Regions from separate parts of the Sus scrofa genome. Here region 2 is linked to region 1. Evidence: chromatin contacts called from public HiChIP or PLAC-seq data. All regions are on one chromosome and are shown on one strand. Each heading gives the region's core, a stretch centred on a gene start, on an enhancer-like site or on the middle of the called end of the contact. The rest is flanking DNA. Distances are from core to core; before and after follow the strand shown.

Region 1 (3,907 bases), core at 1,352-3,851:
GAGCTGAATGACCCCCGTCCTCAGGGGAAGCTTAGCATTTAGAAGTGCCTTAGTAATTAGGGGGCGTCCTAGTCTATGACATCAGCTTCATCGCTTACTAGCTGTACCTCTGTTTCTTCATGGAATTGTTGTGAAGGTTAAATGGATGTTGGAGAAAGTCATTTGGCATTTGTTTTGTTATCACTGAGCAGCCAGTGTCTTCAGTGTATAGGTCTATATTCCAGAAACAAAGACACAGCAGATTTTCTCTGGGCTCGTGGAGGAGCTCAAGGATATATAGCAGGAGAGAATGTGATTTGGTTTCTGGGAGAGACGGGAACCAGGTGCCAGGGGGGCGCTGAGAAGGCAGAGGGAATTTGTGGTTGAGTCTTGGGGGCTGGCTTTCCAAAAGGAACCAACATCTGAGCTGCATCTTGACAAATGGCTGGAATTTCAACAAGTGGAAATGGGGGCAAAAGGGCATTCAGGGAATGGCGGGAGCACAGGGCGGATAAAATATGGGAGGCATTTGGGAGCTGGCCAGGAGCCCTCCTTGGCTGGTGTTCCAGGACTTTGGGTTGGAAAGAGTGGCAGGAAATACAGCTGAAAAAAGACAGTGGTATAAGATGAATGCAAGGGAAATCCAGGAGGTTTTAGGGCCCGATGTGGCCCTGGTCGAGCTGTGAGTGATGGAGAGGGCTGTGTGGAGAAAGGACTGGAAGAGGCAGGTTGGTGGGTGAGGAGGCAGCTGCAATTGCTTGGAGGGCAGGGCTGGCCCTGGAGACAGGGCGGAGTGGGACTGTGGCGAACACTTCAGGGAGGGGCTGCCAGAGCCTGATGAGAGGAAAGCCCCAGGAGAAGAGACCAAGGAGATCCTTCTGTCCTGACAAAGCCACAGACTTAGCTGTGCTTTATTATTTTATCTTATGAAAGCCACTGGCATCACTTCTGCACCTAATTCACCACCTTTCTGGGTGGATGGGTAGCTCCTCTCTGGATGGACCCTTTTCCAGGGTGAGGAGGGGAGAGACTCGGTCTAAGTCACCCGGGTACCCAACTACCCTAGTACCCAAAGATCAGCAGAGCTTTAGGACTGTGTGTGGTTGCTGAGGAGAGGATGAGGAGGAAGGGGAGTAGGTATGTTAGTTCCTCAGAGAGGTCTTCTCTGCCCTCTGTGTTAGATTTGAATAGGTTCTCTGATTTTACCTTCTCATGACTCCTTGCATTCTTGCTTCTTGACACTTAGCACAGTTTTAAATTCCACGTTTGTGCAATACCGGATTGGTACCTTTCTATCCCACTAGTGTGTACGCACCAGCACTTAGAATGCAGTGGGGAGGAGAACGGGCCCTCCCAGAACAAAGGGAAAGCAACATGCAACACCAGCATCTGTGCCGCCTGCGCAGTTCTGCAACAGCGCAGCATAACCTGTATCGATGAGCGGAGGCGTATCTATAACTGTACACTCAGAAATTACAGAAGGCATGTTACCTTATGAGGGGGACAAAGGGACCAAAGTGTAAAAGAAAAAAATAATGGAGGGTATAGGGGCTCAGCCTTTGGATATGAATCCACTGAGCCAGTGCCAGCACGAATAAAAACGCTGCTTCCCGGCAAAAGGGCCTCTGTGTTCTGTCTCCCTGTATGTAAGTCCTGCAACAAGAAGAGTGCCTGGTACCTAGCTGGCACTCAAAAATATTTGTAGAGCTGTAAAGGCAGAAAGCAGATCAATAATTGCAGGGAGCTGGCACTGACTGCAAATGGACACAGGGAACATTTCTATAAGTTCAAAAACTGGATTGTGGTGATGGTTATCCCACGGTTTACATTTACTAAAAATCATTGAACTTAGAGTAAATTTTATGGCACATAAGTTATGCCTCAATAAAAGCTGTTAAGGAGTTTTCGTGTGGTGCAGCAGAGAGAATCCGACTAGGAACCACGAGGTTTCACGTTCAATCTCTGGCCTTGCTCAGTGGGTTAAGGATCCTGCGTTGCTGTGAGCTGTGGTGTAGGTCGAAGAGGCAGCTCGGATCTGTCGTTGCTGTGGCTGTGGCCTAGGCCGGCAGCTGTAGCTCCAATTAGACCCTTAGCCTGGGAACCTCTGTATCCCGCCTTTGAGGCCGTGAAAAAAAAAAAAAAAAAAAAAAGCCGTTAAAAAATAAACCGGATTGTAGTGATGGTTGTGCAACTGTTTACAGTTACTAAAAATCATCGCACTTTGATGCTTATGGTATGTAAGTTATACCTCAATGAAGCTGTTAAAAAATAAATACTTGTGGACCGAGTACATGATCTATCTCCCTCCCTGAGATTGTAAAGTCTATGAGAGAAGTTAATTCCTCAAATCTAGAAGACCGACTGGCATCTAGTGGGCGCGGAACAAACACCCCCCCTAAACAGTGAAATCGATGAATGAAGGAGTGGAAGGACTCCTACCGGAGATCCCGGCGAGTAGTTTCCGGGTCGCGGCTCCGGCCTGTGCTCCGGATGTCGGCGCGAGGCGAGCCCGACGATTGGCCAGCGGAGCCGGCGAGGTCCGAGGGGACCGGGAGCAAGTTCGGAGAATCCCGTAGGCGGGCCGGGGCTGGGCTTCCAGGGGGGGTGGGGCCTAGGGGGCGGGGCCAGGCGGGCGGGCGGGCGGGGCGCAGGCTGTGCGGCTGCGTACTATTGCCGCCGCCGTCGCCGCGGTCAGAGGGAGCGCGATGGCTGGGCCAGCGTGGATCTCCAAGGTGAGCGGGGGGGCAGGCCGGCTTGTGGCCCACGGGCTGGCGGCGTGCTGGGCGGGGGCAGGCGCGCAGGCCTGGACCGGGAGGCGGCGGCGCTCGGCTGGTTGGGAACAGTTACGGAACCTGACCTGGCCACCTGTGTGCCTGGCCGCGTGCAGTGTGTAGGCAGCCCTGTTCCCGGAAGGTCAAGCCTGAGGCGGGGACAGCAGCAAGGTCAAGGCCGGGGGCCCTGGCCCTGCTCCCGGCGATACTCGGGTGCCGCCGTCCGCATCTACCCGGGCAGAAGGCCAGGCCTTGCGCGGAATCTGGGAAGGTCATCGCAGCCGCCGCCCCGGCTCCGCCATCCTGGCCGCTTCCGAGGCTGCGGCCCTGCAGTCTTTTGATCGCTTGGAGTCCCCCGCAACACGGCTAGGGCCTTCCACTCGTGTCTGCTCCAGCCCTGGTCGCGTAACCTCCCTGGCCCGAGGGCACGTGCGTTAGGCTTGGGAGGTTTTCCCAGGTGAGGGAATCCTGAGGTCGTTTTCTTGCCAGACTTTTTTCTCCCTTGGAGCTCTTCCCAGTGAGCTCTTGTAGCTCTTTCCCCGTCAAAGGACACAGGGCATCTTGCACCTTGGAATTGCTGTCTCAACACTTGGGAGAGGGAGACCCGCAGCGCTTTCCTCTCACCTTTCATTAGCGAGAATCCTACGATCTGGAGAGCTTTAGCTCCCCTTGGCAGCTCGGATGCCCGAGCTGGAAAGGGTTTCAGAGCATCGCTGCAATTCATTGGTTCCTCAGTGGAACTAACCGTGCCTGAAAACTCAATTGCTCAAGGTCACACAGGAAGTAGGTATCAGAACAGGTGTCTCTGCGTTCCTAGGTCTAAGTCCCATTCTGCCTGCTCTGTGACCAAGGTCACACACTGACAGGCAGAGAGAAGAATGGGCCCTCGAGCCTCCTGTTGCTCTTAAAGAATGAACCCCTAGGAACCTACCTAAGCAATTTAGTTTTTTTCTATAAAATTTGATACTTTATTCCTCCTTTGAGTTTAAGGCGAAGTCCACATATATATTATTTAGTGAAAAGAGCTCTGCACTGGAATTTAGGAGTCTTAGATTTAAATCCTGGCAGTGCCACTAATTGGCTTTGTGACCCTGAGCAAATTACTTAACATTTCTGAGCCTTAATAAGCCCTTCTGTGAAATATCTATACTTGTTTC
Region 2 (3,886 bases), core at 546-3,045, 270 kb before region 1:
ACATTCAGAATGGATAAGCAACGAGACCCTACTGTATAACACAGAGAACTACTGGCACTCTCTTGGGATGGACCATGATGGAAGATAATATAAAAAAGGGTGTGTGTGTGTGTGTATATATATATATATATATATATATAATTGGGCTACTTTGCTGTACATCAGGAATTGGCACAACACTGTAATCAACCACACTTTAGTAATTTTAAGTAAAGGTAAAAAAAATTCGCAGCTAGAAAACATGTTTTTTAAAAAAGCAATCCATAAAGTCATACAGCTTTTCAAGGTGGTGAGAAAGCAGGTATTGAGAGTCAGTTATAACAGAAACGCCCTTGGAAAAACCTTAAATATTCCATAAAGCTATAATATACTTGGGTTTTGTGCATATGATTCTAAAAGTAATTGTAACGTCCATTAATGTTTGAAAATCCCTACAACAATATTTTTGCCTACACCTCGATATCTATGGTAACTACCACATACACCTATAGTAATGGAAGGGAAATCTGAAGTGTTCTTGCATGCCTTACAGAATTTTACTTCCATTTTAGCTGTCTCCACCTCAATATAAATTAACAGAAATGTTAAATATAAATATTAAAGAGCCGTCTTCCACTGGAAGTCAGGTTCTACCGTCAACCAAGACACGTCCATCAAAAACAAAAAAAACCTTTCCAATCACTGTTAATCAAACGTTACTGCAATGAGTCAAGCAGCTGCAGTATTTAAAAGACGACTACAAGCCAATAGGACTTATAAAGCAAAGGGATGCCTTCAAGGAACACAAAGCCGACCCAGACGCCCGCGGTTTTTCTCTTCTCCTTCTCCTGTCCCCACCCACCTCCCTGCGGAAAGCGCCGGAGAACCAGTTCGCGTACCGTGGCGGTGGAAGAAGGGGGCGCTGCATCTGCCCTAAAGCAGCGTCTGCGGCCGGGAGCCGGGGACCGAGGCGCCGGCGGCCATGATGGGGCGGCCATCTTGCAGCGGCCATTTTACAACGCAGTTCTCCCGCCCCAAGGCGCGAAGCCCACCCCACTGCAGCAGCCCGGCGGCTCCACCGAGTACGACCACCTCGGAGCTCGAGGCCTCCCGGGAGTGCCAGCTGTTGACCGCCCACGCCGCCTGGGGGCCCCGCGCCGGCGCCCGAAACCACTGCCGCTCCCTCCCCTCCCCCATGCCACATCACTTCCCCTAACGGCCGCCATGGCGCACCCATCGCCTCCCTACAATAGGCTACTTTCTCCGCGCTCGCTTCACAACAACAAACACTGCACTATGGCTTTGCCACGCAGCAGCGGATCCCTCTCCTACCCCAACGCCTGCATAATGCTTCCGCTTCACAAGGTGCTTTCTCCTCGTGACGCACCGAAATATCCTGCCGCAATGCGCTTTCCCTGCACAAAGCCTTGCCAGCCGCCTGATCCGAGCGCAGCCCTTACCACCCCCGGCCCACAAGCTTCAACTACCCCGAGCCCGCCTCCATCCCCTGCGCCGTTAGATGCCTTTTTTCCCACGGGCTCAGACTCACCCTCCTGGAATTTAGGCTTCGGGTCCTGCTTCGGCGCCATTTATAAGTGATTCGCCGCCGCCTCCTCCTCCTTCTCCCACCACCCCCGACTACCGCCCCCTACTCTCTACCCCACCCAACTTCGCGTCAGACGCGCCGTCAGGCACCGCCAACTCTACATCCTGGGCCCGATTTGCCAGCGCCCGCAGACCTCACAGCACAGCGACCCGCGCAGCCGCCGCCCTAGCCAACGGTTGCCTGCCGCGCACGCGCCCCTGCGACCGAGCCGCCCCAGGGCACGCCGGGAGTGGTAGTTCCAAGGCAGTTGAGGCGCCACGGGATGGGGGAGGGGCGTTGGCCTTTTCCCATCCCCCACCCCCTGCTGCTCTTCCCCACCCCCACCCGGGGACTGCCTGAGGTTTTTAAAGCCGGATTTGTTTTTGTGTGTTGCCAGGGCGAGAGGAAAGGAGGCCGTGCATCACGTGCGGTGAAAGAATGGGAAAGGCCCAGTTGCGGAGCCCCATGGGCAATAGAGGGCCACAATTATATGGGCTTTGAAATAGCCAGAAATAAAAGGCTGCCTCTGAAGCCTACTTTCAATAGCATCTGAGTAGTTTCTGCGTAGGAAATCTTCACGGCCAGCAATCTGGTCAGAAGTGGGTGGATAATGGAGACTGCGTCTATAAATTTCATTGTTTTAGCAAGCTCACTGCCAGTTTTTTTGGTGCGACTGATGGCTGTTTGTCGGCTCCTACTCCTCCCCTACTCCAGCCCGGGGCCTGCAGAAATGAGGACATAGAGGGAGACACCAGGCAGTCTTTTGTGATAATGGAGTTCAGTCCGCGGAGGGAGGCTAACGTGAATAATCACGACGTCGAGATTCTGCACTGGCCCTATTTGTACACATTCTTGCCACCTAATTTCTTTGAGCTATTATTGAATATACACACAACTTAAACGAATTTCCTTATGTCATTCCCTTGTTCGAAATGTCTGCAGTTTGCTCAGCCGCAAAATAGAATAATAGCACCTTTCCATTGGTTTACTGTGAGAATTTCATGGAAAGGCTTAGGATGGTTCTGAGCAGTGAATTAGTGTGCAGAAAACGTTAAGCAGGATGAATCCCAAAGTCTATAGCTTGGCATTTTAAGTCCTTCCACAAACAATCCCCAACCGTCTCCAGGCCTTAGACTTGTCTCCTTGCCTTTTCTAAACCCTCCCCTGAACATGCTACGCTCCCATCAATTCCAGACCTCTCTCCATTTATCTGACTCCAGTTTCTCCTTCAGTCTTCCTTTAGCACAGCCCCTTTGACCACAGAAACCCACAAAGAACCCTCCTTCCATTTGCACCATCTGGTTTCTATTACTCCCTAGGGTGTCTAAGAAAGGGGCAAGGGCTTCTTGGTGACTCCACCACCACACCAGAACTCTCAAGTACACTTCTTTTTTTTAACGTGTTGAGTACAAAATAGTTCAAAATTAAATAATTCCGAAAAGATTTTAATGTAAAAATGAAGGTAGTGAAAAGTCTCTTTCCCACCTCTTATTCTCATCTGCCCAATGCCCAATAAAGTATTATAGTTGTTTGAGTTTCCTTGCAGTTTCTTTATCCTAGCACCCCCATTGTGTTCTTTCTCCATGTATATTGGAATTATTTTTTTTTTTGCCTTTATCTTTTAGATATACAAGTAATATTTGGGTTCTTCATGATGCAATAATTCAGAGGTATAAAATCCAGGGTGAAACTTGAGGAATCCTTTTATTTTCCCTCCTTAACCTCCCCATCATTTGGCATAAATATTTTTCTATACTCCCTAATTGGTTTTGTTGTTGTTGTTGTTGTCTTTTCCAGGGCCACACCCACAGCATATGGAAGTTCCCAGGCTAGGGGTCTAATTGGAGCTGAAGCCGCTGGCCTACACCAGAGCCACAGCAACACTGGATCCAAGCCGAGTCTGCAACCTACACCACAGCTCATGGCAACGCCGGATCCTTAACCCACTCAGCAAGTGCAGGGATCAAACCCACAACCTCATGGTTCCTAGTCCGATTCGTTAACCACTGCGCCATGACAGGAACTCCCGCTGTTTCTATAACTTTAATCTGGTGTAGTTACATGGGTGTTCACACATGTAAAGTAAAAATTCATCAAGTTGTGCATTTATGAGTAACGCACTTTACCACAACTATATTATACTGTAAAAAAATCTCTAAAAGTCACTTTATATTTTTATTATAAAAATTTCAAATATACAGAAAAGTAGAACGATGCATTATGTATCTCAATTCAACAATTGTGAATATTTTTCTATATTTGCTTTATATATATATATATACATGTATGGTGTGTGTACGTATGAAGACCTCAGGACCTATT

Evidence for each region. HiChIP or PLAC-seq counts read pairs in DNA pulled down with a chosen protein or histone mark.
Region 2: a contact with region 1 is called in an H3K27ac HiChIP or PLAC-seq map of alveolar macrophages. The contact joins the promoter of MORF4L1 here to the promoter of IDH3A in region 1. A contact is called at or near these places in 2 of 47 Hi-C or Micro-C datasets (liver and skeletal muscle) and 1 of 2 datasets of contacts at active chromatin or transcription factors (alveolar macrophages).

What each region holds. Positions count from the first base shown.
Region 1 is chr7:47,777,642-47,781,548 of Sscrofa11.1, reverse strand. It overlaps IDH3A (isocitrate dehydrogenase [NAD] subunit alpha, mitochondrial), which reads left to right and starts at 2,601. Exons shown (of 11, transcript XM_001927338.5): 1 at 2,601-2,711. The coding sequence starts at 2,685.
Region 2 is chr7:48,047,959-48,051,844 of Sscrofa11.1, reverse strand. It overlaps MORF4L1 (mortality factor 4-like protein 1), which reads right to left and starts at 1,795. Exons shown (of 12, transcript XM_001927741.5): 1 at 1,529-1,795. The coding sequence starts at 1,568.